Regions from separate parts of the Hordeum vulgare genome. Here region 1 is linked to region 2. The links are chromatin contacts, called in public Hi-C maps. All regions are on one chromosome and are shown on one strand. Each heading gives the region's core, a stretch centred on a gene start, on an enhancer-like site or on the middle of the called end of the contact. The rest is flanking DNA. Distances are from core to core; before and after follow the strand shown.

Region 1 (5,722 bases), core at 2,822-5,321, 190 kb before region 2:
TCGGGAAAGTAACATACCGAAGGACAAAGGGAATGACATACGGGATTGTATGAATCCCTGGCATTGAGGTTCAAATGATAAGATCTTAGTAGAATATGTGGGATCCAATATGGGCATCCAGGTCCCGCTATTGGATATTGACCTAGGAGTCACTCGGGTCATGTCTACATAGTTCTCGAACCCGCAGGGTCTGCACACTTAAGGTTCGACGTTGTTTTATGCGTATTTGAGTTATATGGTTGGTTACCGAATGTTGTTCGGAGTCCCGGATGAGATCACGGATGTCACGAGGGTTTCCGCAATGGTTCGGAAACGAAGATTGATATATAGGATGACCTCATTTGATTACCGGAAGGTTTTCGGAGTTACGGTGAATGTACCGGGAATGACGAATGGGTTCCGGGTGTTCACCGGGGGGGGGCAGCCCACCCCGGGGAAGCCCATAGGCCTTGGGGTGGCGCACCAACCCTTGGTGGGCTGGTGGGATAGCCCAAGAAGGCCCTATGCACCATAGATAAAAAATCAAAGAGAAAAGAAAAAAAAGGAGGTGGGAAGGGAGAGAAGGACTCCACCTTCCAATCCTAGTTGGACTAGGATTGGAGGAGGTCTCCTCCTCCCCTTGGTGCACAGTCCTTGGGGCTCCTTAAGCCTCAAGGCAAGCCTCCCCTCCCTCCTCCTATATATATGGAGCTATTAGGGCTGATTTGAGACAACTTTTTTAAGGCAGCCCGACCACATACCTCCACGGTTTTACCTCTAGATCGCGTTTCTGCGGAGCTCGGGCGGAGCCCTACTGAGATTAGATCACCACCAACCTCCGGAGCGCCGTCACGCTGACGGAGAACTCATCTACCTCTCCGTCTCTCTTGCTGGATCAAGAAGGCCGATATCATCGTCGAGCTGTACGTGTGCTGAACACGGAGGTGCCGTCCGTTCGGCACTAGATCGTGGGACGGATCGCGAGACGGTTCGGGGGACGGTTCGCGGGGCGGATCGAGGGACGTGAGGACGTTCCACTACATCAACCGCGTTCACTAACGCTTCTGTTGTGCGATCTACAAGGGTACGTAGATCGGAAATCCCCTCTCGTAGATGGACATCACCATGATAGGTCTTCGTGCGCGTAGGAAAATTTTTGTTTCCCATGCGATGTTCCCCATCATGTATGTGATATTGTATTACCGAGTGGGCCCCGAGATATCTCTCTGTCACACGGAGTGACAAATCCCAGTCTTGATCCATGCTAACTCAACGGACACCTTCGGAGATGCCTGCAGAGCACCTGTATAGTCACTCAGTAACGTTGCAACGTTTGATGCACACAAGGCATTCTTTCGGTGTCAGTGAGTTACATGATCTCATGGTCATAGGAATGTATACTTGACATGCAGAAAACAATAGCAACAAAATGACACGATCATATGCCACGTTTATAGTTTGGGTCTTGTCTATCACATCATTCTTCTAATGATGTGATTCTGTCATCAAGTGAAAACACTTGTCTATGGCTAGGAAACCTTAACCATCCTTGACCAACAGGCTAGTCAACTAGAGAGTCACTAGAGACACAATTTTATCTATATATCCACACATGCATTTATGTTTCCATTCAATACAGTTATAGCATGGATAATAAACGATTATCTTGAAACAGGAAATATAATAATTATTATTTTATTATTGCCTCTAGGGCATATTTCCAACATGACCGGCTGCCGGAGTGTCGATTCTGTCTGTAGTTAACTGTTTATCTGTATAACTGTATTCACGTACTCAGGTATATGGCTACACTCACTACTCGCTGCAATTCCTGTAATTTTTTAGCTCATCACTTCAAATTTTTAAGTGATTATGTCGAACTTCATGCAACAACTATGAAAAGAAAAGCAGGGCAAAATACCATTAAGATTAGTGTTTTTTTAAGCCGGTTTCTTCAAGTTCAGTCACAAATCCAAGTAGTGTGAATCCAAGTTCAGTTAGTGAAGCGGATCCACGTTGAGTTTCAAATCCAAGCAGTGTGAATCCAAGCAATCTTTGGATATTTTAAATGCCTTGGGTTCTGTTTCTAACACAAAGGTCCTACTTGGTGAGCTAAGAGAACATGGTTGGGAATATCTTTTAGAGGAGGTCAAATCTTTTTGTGTCAAGCATGAGATTGATATCGTAGATTTGGACCGCAAGTATGTTCTTCTACTTTCTAAAATTACTTAACTTATATTAAGTTATATCTTTGTTGATTTTTATCTTGAGAGTTGAGTTGACTTTATAATGAAATTAATAGGTATGTTGATGTTACCAAATCTCGAAATAAGCACGATAATTTACATAGAAAAAAATTTAACAGCTAAGATATCTTTTGATAAAATTGTTAATATTTTTGATGTGATCGGCAATCGTAGAGGCCACTTTAAATTAATAGAAATGTAATGACATTTTTATGTCACTTCAGCAAAACCTTGTCCTATATGATTAATTTTGTACTGAATTTTTTTATTTTGTTGGCTTGCCCTCCTCCATATCTAAATCCTGACTCCGCCACTGAAGATAAACATTGTCATTGGAGGATATTTCCTCTCTCACTAACTTTTGATCACCCAATCGAATAAAGCCTTGGTTGCAGAGAATTTGACAAGGCCTAACACACCGGACAGGAGGGTAGTATGCGGTTATGCATTGATAACTGCTGACAGTGCCAATTTGGTTCTGAATTGTACTCTTGCATTTGTTACTATGAGATGATATCCTTACGCGTTGCTGTGGATTTTTTTTTTTTAAAAGTCACGAAAGTTACTAAAAACATCTATAACTTATGGAAAACGAATGGAAGCTTATAAATGAAAATAAAATAGAAAATGTATAAAAAATGCAGTAAAAAGAATGTTATTTTTAACAAAAAAGTGAATGTAAACTACATATATATTGTACATACGACTAACACATATATTAACTTAAAAGTAACATGCATGAATTAATGATATGATACTTGCATGCATAGAATAATAAAAAAATGATGTAATTTATGACTTACATGCGTGGATTACTTATGTGAATATACGGTAGTTGCATGTATAGAAAAAATAGATAGTGGGTTGTAATTTTTTACAAATAGAAGATTCCGGCACATTTCACACAGCGATCAATTTTTTCATCATGGTTGACGCTGTGATCCTTGTCCCTCCATACCTACTCCTATAAAGGAATCATGACTTTCTCGTTTACTACGGTTGGAAGCTCCTTACCCGAGCTTCACGTCGTTGGTGGCCTCGAAACCCGTCCACAGATTCAGCTCGGATCGAATCAGTCCAAAGTTTACGATTTCACGGCTTCCCACACTGGCAAATACTAGTACTGATATGGTACTGGTACAGGCATCAGTTCACATCAAATTGTTGAAGCCTTGATCTTGAGATGGCATAGCATGTCCTCACCTCCACTCCACCGTTGCCCTTGATCCACCGCCACTGCACAAGAAAAAGCAACGTTTTCAGCTGGGAGTGGGGGTACCAAAGCGACACTGTGCACGGCAGCGAAGATGCTGTAATAACCCCGGAGCTGCGAATTGTTCGCTGACGACGGATGGCCCAACGTGCACAAGGGCTGCAACTGCACGTAGAATTCTCCTGCAGACAAGGTTTGACCCACCAAATCCCACCACTGGAGCAGCAAGCAAAGCAAGACGCGGCTCTGGCCTCACGTGAGACCGGAATTTTGCCCCGCCCCACCAAATCAATCCAGTCAGTCAGTCCGCACGAGTCAGGGCCCGAACAACCCGCACCCATGCACGATGCTTCCTTCGTACAACAACAATCCCCACTACTCGACGCGCCGGTCGGCACGCACCCGGGCATGCATGCATGCCACTGTCACCGCCTTTGGTCCGATCCGTTCCGATGAATTCAAACCCATCCAAAACCTCCACCAATCAGGCCACAAACACCAAGAAGAAGAAAACTTCCGCGGGTTGACCACTCCCCGGCCCCCGCCTGCAAGCGCGCGTCCCACGACCCACGACCGCCATTTGCGGCCCTCGCCCGCGCCACACCACTAAACAAACCCGACAAGAACCCACTCTCTTTCCGTTGCTAACCCATGACCTCACTCCCCCCCTCCCCTAATCTAAACGAAACAGGACTATTAATCGCGCCCGCCCGCACATGTTGCACCGGGGCCATCTTCTAAAATTCAGACGGTTCCACCGCCACTGCCACGGCAATTCTTTTTCCTCGGCAGCCGCGCCGCCCGCGTGCGCGCCCGGGATGCTCTCCTCCAGGCCGAGGTGAGCAGAGCACCGCTGGCCAGTGGCCACTCCACTCGGCGGCCATGCCCGCCCTCGCCCCGCCTCGCCGCCTCAATAAGATCCTTCTTTTGCGCTCTTCTTTTATTGTTTGACCGCCATAGAGTATTTAGTAACGCTCCGCGATGCGATTCGGGTTCCCATGAGCTGTGATTCTCCGCCGTGCAGATCCGGGTCCTTCGAGGCGGGGCTCAGGGCGTCCTCCCTCTCGCTCTCCAAGCCCTCCCCTCGGTTCCACCGCACCCGCTCCACCGCCGGCGCCTCCAAGGCGTCCCCCTCCCCGGAGGTACGCGCCAGCCTTACGTTACCTTCCAAGCATTTGCCCATCGCCAGCTATTATATTTCTGCTCTGTTCTTGTTTTAACGGCGCTTCTTGGTTTTACTGTCCGCCCGGCAGAAACGTCGCGGCGTCACCGGCGGCGGAGGCGCGATGCCGACGCCGACGCCGGCGCAGCAGCTGGAGGAGGGGCTCACGAAGGAGCGGGGTGACAAGGGTCGGGCGGTGCGGCTTGAGGAGGAGCTGAGGAGCGAGCGGGAGGACAAGGATCGGGTGGTGCGGCTTGAGGAGGAGCTGAGGAGCGAGCGGGAGGACAAGGCGCGGGCGGTGCGGGAGCTCGACGAGCATAGGAGGAGCGATGGCGGCGGCGCGGAGAAGGCGCAGCTTTTGGAGCGGGAGGTGGAGAGGGCCAAGGAGTCGGAGCGCAAGATGCTGGAGTCGCTCATATACCAGACCAAGCAGCTGGAGCAGACCAAGATCAGCCTCGAGGAGGCCAAGCTGGAGATGGCCACGCTGCAGCAGAGCAACCGGAGCCTCGAGGCCCGGCGCGGCGTCATGGACCAGCGGAGCGTCAAGGACCTCGTGTTCGGCGGCGCCGACGAGGAGATCAGGGCGCTGCGCGGCGAGCTCCGGACGGCCATGCAGGGGGAGGAGAAGAGCCGCAAGGCGCTGGACGACCTGTCCCTCGCGCTCTCCGACGTCACCATGGAGGCCAAGCAGGTCAAGCGCTGGCTCTCCGACACGCAGGCGGAGCTTGAGGCCGCCAATGCCGAGGCCGCGCGGCTGCGCGGGGAGCTGGCCGCCGCCGAGACCCGGCTGCGGGAGCAGCACCGGTGCAGGCTCGAGGCCGAGGAGTCGGCGGCCGCGTGGGGCGACAAGGAGCGCGTGTTCCTCGAGTGCGTGCGCGCGGCCGAGGAGGAGGTGAACCTGGCGCGCCAGGAGAACACCAAGCTTGTGGAGTCGCAGCGCGTGATCCGCGACGAGAACGCCCGCCTCCGCGACATCCTCAAGCAGGCCGTCGGCGAGGCCAACGCCGTCAAGGAGTCGCTGGAGCTCGCCCGGGTCGAGAACGCGCGGCTCAACGGCGTGGTCGCCGACAAGGAGAGCGCGCTGCAGAGCCTCCGGCAGGAGTACGAGTGCATCAAGGTCAG
Region 2 (6,632 bases), core at 603-3,102:
AATCTTATCATGATGGTTATGCAACTGCTTATCAATGCACACAATTCACTTCCACTATCAAAGCACCTAAGTACAGCAGTTTATCCTGGTCCTATCATTCACAGATACATAGACAGCAGGTTGCCCTCAACATCAAACTGAAACAGTAACCTAAGTACATTCACACTGACCATATATCATGCAGTATGCATACTTTAGATCTGGAGATGTCAATAAACACTATGAGCTCATGCAAATTCGTTCCAACCCTACAGTCTAATAGAAATGACCTGCCTTCAGATACCGAATTCTCCAAACAAGAGTTCTCTGCTCAAAAGATATAGCACACACTCAAATAATTCAAAGCAAAATTTATACAACTGTAATACACATGAGATTACGGATTAAACAAGCAGATTAACCAACAGAATTCGGTATCAATCCACACAATTCACTTCCACTATCAGAGCAACTAAGCATAGCAGTTTATCCTGGTCCTATCATTCACAGATACCTAGACAGCAGGTTGCTCTCAACATCAAACTGAAACAGTAACATAATTACATTTGCACTGACCATATATCATGCCCTATGCAGACTTTAGATACTGGACACGTCAATAAACACTATGAGCTCAAGCAAATTCATTACAACTCTCAGATACCTGCCCTCAGATACCAAATTTTCCAAACAAGAGTTCTCTCCTCAAAAGATATAGCACGCACTACAATAATTCAAAGCGAAATTTATACCACTGTAATACAGATGAGATTACAGATTCAAGGAGCAGATTAACCAACAGAATCAAATATTGCACAACTAACTAACTTGGATAAAACTAACTAGCAAGAATGAGCATCAAATATGCTTATAGTTTATCTTATCACAGGAATGAATTCAGATAAAATAACTCAACACTAGACATTAATCAATTGACACTGCCGCATTTGCTATCTTTTCAAAATGGCTATGCAACTGCTTCCATGTATCAATGCACACAATTCACTTCCACTATCAGAGTAATTAAGTACAGTAGACTATCATGATCCTATCATACCCAGATAGCAACCTGCCATATGTGAGGTTGCTCACAACATCAAGCTCAGAACAGTATCATAATAACATTTGCGTTGACCGCAGATCATGCTGGATGCAGACTTCCGATACTGCATATGTCAATGAACACTATGAACTCATGCCGATTTGTTCCAACCCTTACAGTCCTAAAAGAAACTACCAACCCACAGATACCAATTCTCCAAACAAGAGTTTCAACAACTCAAAAGATATAGCACGCACCACAATAATACGAAGCAGAATTTATACAACTGTAACAAACATGAGTACGTATTTGAGGTGCCAGCAGATTAGCCGACAGAAATCAAATATTGCACAGCTAACGAACTTGGGTACAACAACGGTGTACAAGAATCTACAGATCTGCGGAAATTCTTTTGATGGCTAAGACGCGAAACCATATATCGTCAAATCATGCGATTCGAACTCGAACTACATCAATCGGTCCGCTATCAAACAACAAAACAACGCCCAAAAGCATGGTAAGACCCGAAAGCATCGGTCGAAACAATAGAATCTGTAACCACGCCCAAACCCTAACCGCGCCTAAAAGTTCAAATCCGCGCCATGTTCATCACGAATCAACCGCCCCAGAGAGATTAACGCGGACAGGTCATCAACCACGGCGGGGAACGCAGGAATTAAGCTACCGAACCGACGCCGAATCGAAGAGGGCAAGGGGGAGAGGGTTACCTCGCGCGCTTCGGAAACCCCAAATTCGCCGAGAGGGGGAGGTTGCAGCTTTCAGGAGACTCGGAGAGCGGCTGTTGAGTAGTGATTTTTTTTTTCCCTTTCAGAGGATGAGGTGGGTTTTATACTCGGGAGCGGCCAGCCAGCCATGTCTCGGTCAGAGCGGACGACCTGGATGTCATGTTTTTGTGCTTGGCCTCGAGCGATCGGACGGCAGAGGCCAGCAGTTGGGCGGTGCCACGGATCGCGGTTGCTGCGCGCTGCGCTCCTATTGGCTAGGATAGGGAGGATGCGGATCGGGGATTAGTGTGCGGTGGTTCGACTGGTGGTCGTATACGGGTGTGTTTTTTCCATAGTATATGTACGAAAAATTGGCAGCCTCTCGTAGGTCGGACAAGTTGATGCGGCATACAGATCGCTGTGAGATCTCACAACATTGTAAGGGTCTATTTTTTTTAGCTTTTTTTGGCTTATAGAATAAGCTGCCCTTATCCAGCTTATTCTAGAAGCTCAACTAAAAATATATTTTTTAAAAGCCTATTAGTACAGTCTTAATTAGTAGGCTTCTAAATAAATAAATTTGGTTGGGCTTCTACAATAAGCTAGGTAGGGGGCAGCTTATTTCAGCTTATTCTAAAAGCTAGCAAAAAAGTGGGCCTAAGAGTAATTCGAACCGGTCGACCTAAACGGACACGTGTTTTGTCCGTATTTTGTTTGTTGAGTTGGGCCGACAGACATTTATATCCGGTTTTGTAATTGGATCGGCATTTGCATTCAATCCGTCAATGACTCATTTTTAGGGAGCGCAAAAAAACACAATAATTATTTTCAAGAAAGAAATTTTGTCGGCCTGAAAAGCGAGAAGGCGCACTTTTCTAGGTGTCTTCCTCATCATCGTCGTCGGAGCCGGTGAGGTCGACGAGCGTCGGCGTCGGGCCAGCGGAGTAGAAGGTCCTCTCGCATGCGGCGACGACTTCGTTTGTCGGTGGCTGCACCGATGCTAGTTGGGCAGTACATCGCTCCTCCTCCTCAGCTTCGGCCTCGCGTTCCATCCACTCGATCCGTCGGTCCTCTGTGTGCTCCTTCGTCAGTCGTCGCTCCCGCCGATGCATTGGCCCGCGTTGGACGGTCGTCGTTAATAAAGACAATGTTGGTTTTGACCAGATGTCACACGTGGACGGACGCAAACATGAGAAGGCGGACGCCGCGTATGCTTGAGTCCATGCCGACGCAATTCAGTCCTAAATTTGGGTCTGAAATGGGTTGGCACGAACGGGAAGCGGATGCGTTTCGAAAATGGGTCGGCGCGTTGGCCCTTCACTTTTACCTGTGACGACCCAAATGGACTGTGACAAATGAAGTGGGTCATCCGGTTAGAATTGCTCTAATCTCATAGAAACAAGAAAAGTACAAAAAGTAGATGACATGCATCTCAATTTATACAGTAGAAAGACATGTCATTTGATGTATAGGGTAAGATATTTTTATTAAGTCTAGGCAAATATATTTTTTTTAAATGTCAAGGATTGGTTCATATCCTACATAGGAATAGAAATTCATTTCTACAAACCAAGAGGCTATGTACGAATTTTTACTTTTAAAACCCTATCCTATAAAATTCCTACAAGTTTACTACTCCCTCCGCCTCATAATATAAGAACGTTTTCATTGTTAAAAACGTTCTTATATTATGAGACTGAGAGATTACAAATCAAAGAAGGTTGTAATTTTTTAAGATATCTTCAACTCCGACTCTCAAATCGCCTCGATACATTGGGACTGCAAAGTACATTCAACGCGGGATTGTATCGATCCATCAAGTGTTTTGTGTGTGCTTTCTTCCAAACCGGAGACAAACATAGGGTTTTGCGGGTGTCCGGACAACACCTACCCCACTTCGGACCATCTTGGTCCATCCAAAATCCCCCTCCCTTGCCGGAGCGTGTTTTCTTCCTATGCTAGTTGCCTGCACTCATGTCGTTGTAGAGCGATCGTTTTACATTAATGTCGGTCCAAAGCGAATGCAACCTCCCACTGGCTCCGCCACTGAAGCGGCACGCCGACCGAGGGTGTCGCCCGCTGCACGCCAAGCTAAGCACACCTCATCGTCTCATTCAGATGACGCCTACATTGACCCCACACATGTGCCGATAAACCTACTTCGGGCACATGTCCATACGTGAGTCGAATGGCATTAAAGACAACATGGGGTATGCTCCTCGTGTCTGCTCACTATTTCAAAAATGAGAATGCTATATCGATGAGGACCACGAGTAAGAGGTCATTATGGAGACCTTGGAGGTAGAAGTATCAGTGACTCCCATGGAAAATTATTATGAGTGAGTAAAAGAATTGCCCTTTTCGATTAGAAAGGCACAACTTGAGTACCTAAGCAAAGAACATATAGCGAGGAGGAAGAAAAGGCTACATGCAATATCTAGGTAGAGACCCGAAAAAGGAGGAAAAAATGAGAAGCCCATTGAAACAATGGATAAACACGTAACATGTTTTTTTAAACGTTGCATCAAGGCAGCCCGCGCTAGTAAGCTGGTAGTGCCTTGTTAATTTGGTAGCACATCTTGTTATGGGATTTGTGATATGTGCTCCTCTATTTAATGTAATACCTTATACCTTTTATCCTAAACTTCATGATGAGTTTTATGCTTGTGATGTACAACCTACACACATGGAGATAAAACTAGCAGGTGGTACTGATAACACACAAGTATAGGGAATCGTTTGTATCCTTTTCCAATAAGTAAGAGTGTCGAACTCAACAAGGAGCTAAAGGTAGAATTAATATTTCCTCAAGTTCTATCGACCACCGTTACAACTTTATGCACAACAATGTTTGTTATACCTAGTACAAGAAATAAACTACTTTCTGGGATAAAACTAGAAGTACTTTGTATGTGTAGTAAGATAGTTTTGCAAGATAATAAACAACATGAAAATAAAAGTTGTGTGATGTTTTAATAGAAGAACAATAAAGTAAACATAACAAGTGTGGGAAAGTGGTGGTAGGATTTGTGAAATTGTTCCTAAGCAATTGGCTAATTCACTAGATAGATATCAAGTGTTTATGTGGGAGAGGCAGATGCTAGAATGGCATCCCTTACTTGGAATTCTATGCCCTTATGAATGGAACTATTAGCAAGCATCCATAACTACTAACGTTCATTAAGATAAAACCTAACCATAGCATTAAGCTATACTTATCCCCCTTCAATCCCATATGAATCAATTTCTATGTTATCAAGAAGCTTCTGACACTCTTGTCCTCCAATGCATAGTCATATCAACATACAACTAACCCTATGGTGTGATCCACGTGCGGTGTCATATGATGGGCACCAAAGGACAGCAACATAACCACAAGCAAATTAAACCAATCATAGTAATTCACCAACCACACAGAGAACAAGAAAAAATATACTCAAACATCATAGGATGGTAACACATCATTGGAAAATAATTTGAAGCATAATGCACCATGTTCAAGTACGGGGTACAATGGTTTGCAGGAGAGTGGTCCGCTAAAAATAGATGCAGGAGGGTGATGGCGGTGTTTATGAAAATGACGGATTTATTGGAGTAGATTGACGTCACATGATGAATGCCCCGGCGATGTTCCCAGAAAAAATTAGGGCGTCCACGAAACCACTTTTCCGCCGCCGCAAGCTTCCGTTTCCGCGAGATCTCATCTGGACCCTTCCCGGTGCCCTGTCGGAGGGGACTTTGGAGCTGGAGGGCTTCTACATCAACATCATTGCCTCTCCAATGACTCGTGAGTAGTCTACTCCAGACCTACGGGTCCGTAGTTAGTAGCTAGATGGCTTCTTCTCTCTCTTGGATCTTCAATACAAAGTTCTCCATGATCTTCATGGAGATCTATCCGATGTAATCCTCTTTGGCGGTGTGTTTGTCGAGATCCGATGAATTGTGGATTTGTGATCAGATTATCTATGAATTATATTTGAGTCTTTGCTGATTTTTTATATGCATGATTTGATATCCTTGTAAGTCTCTCCGAATCTTGGGTTTTGTTTGGCCAACTAGATCTATGATTCTTGCAATGGGAGAAGTGCTTGGTTTTGGGTTCATACCGTGCGGTGACCTTTCCCAGTGACAGAAGGGGCAGCAAGGCACGCATCATGTTGTTGCCATCAAGGGTAACAAGATGGGCTTTCATCATAGATTTGAGATTGTCCATCTACATCATGTCATCTTGCTTAAGGCATTACTCTGTTCTTATGAACTCAATACACTAGATGCATGCTGGATAGCGGTCGACGTGTGGAGTAATAGTAGTAGATGCAGAAAGTATCGGTCTACTTGTTTTGGACGTGATGCCTATATGTATGATCATTGCCATAGATAACGTCATGACTTTGCGCGGTTCTATGAATTGCTCGACAGTAATTCGTTCACCCACCGTCTACTTGCTTTCATGAGAGAAGCCACTAGTGAACACTACGGCCCCCGGGTCTACTCACAATTATCATCTCCGCTTTTACTTTCACTTTGCTTTGTTTACTTTTTGCTTTCAGTTCTCACTTTGCAAACAATCTATAAGGGATTGACAACCCCTTCATAGCGTTGGGTGCAAGCTCTTTGTGTTTGTGCACGCACTTGTGACTTGACGCGATCCTCCTACTGGATTGATACCTTGGTTCTCACACTGAGGGAAATACTTACCGCCGTTGTGCTACATCACCCTTTCCTCTTCAAGGAAACACCAACACAAGGCTCCAAGGCCGCGGGGGAATCCTTTGCATATTTGCCAAGGAAATCCCTATAGGCGTAGCCACCAGCAGGGGGTGGCCGCGTCGTGCAGGCTTGTGGCCACCCCCTGGCCCTTCTCCGATACTTCTTCGGCCTAATAT

The links. A called contact is a pair of places that touch in the nucleus more often than the background predicts.
Region 1: a contact with region 2 is called in a Hi-C map of seedling, with 4 times the contacts expected there. The contact joins the promoter of LOC123426874 here to the promoter of LOC123426872 in region 2. A contact is called at or near these places in 2 of 6 Hi-C or Micro-C datasets (leaf and seedling).

Annotation. Positions count from the first base shown.
Region 1 is chr2H:504,712,088-504,717,809 of MorexV3_pseudomolecules_assembly, reverse strand. It overlaps LOC123426874 (WEB family protein At4g27595, chloroplastic-like), which reads left to right and starts at 4,071. Exons shown (of 4, transcript XM_045110774.1): 1 at 4,071-4,276; 2 at 4,463-4,580; 3 at 4,692-5,722. The coding sequence starts at 4,155.
Region 2 is chr2H:504,518,207-504,524,838 of MorexV3_pseudomolecules_assembly, reverse strand. LOC123426872 (histone H3.3) reads right to left here and starts at 1,852. Exons shown (of 5, transcript XM_045110771.1): 1 at 1,750-1,852.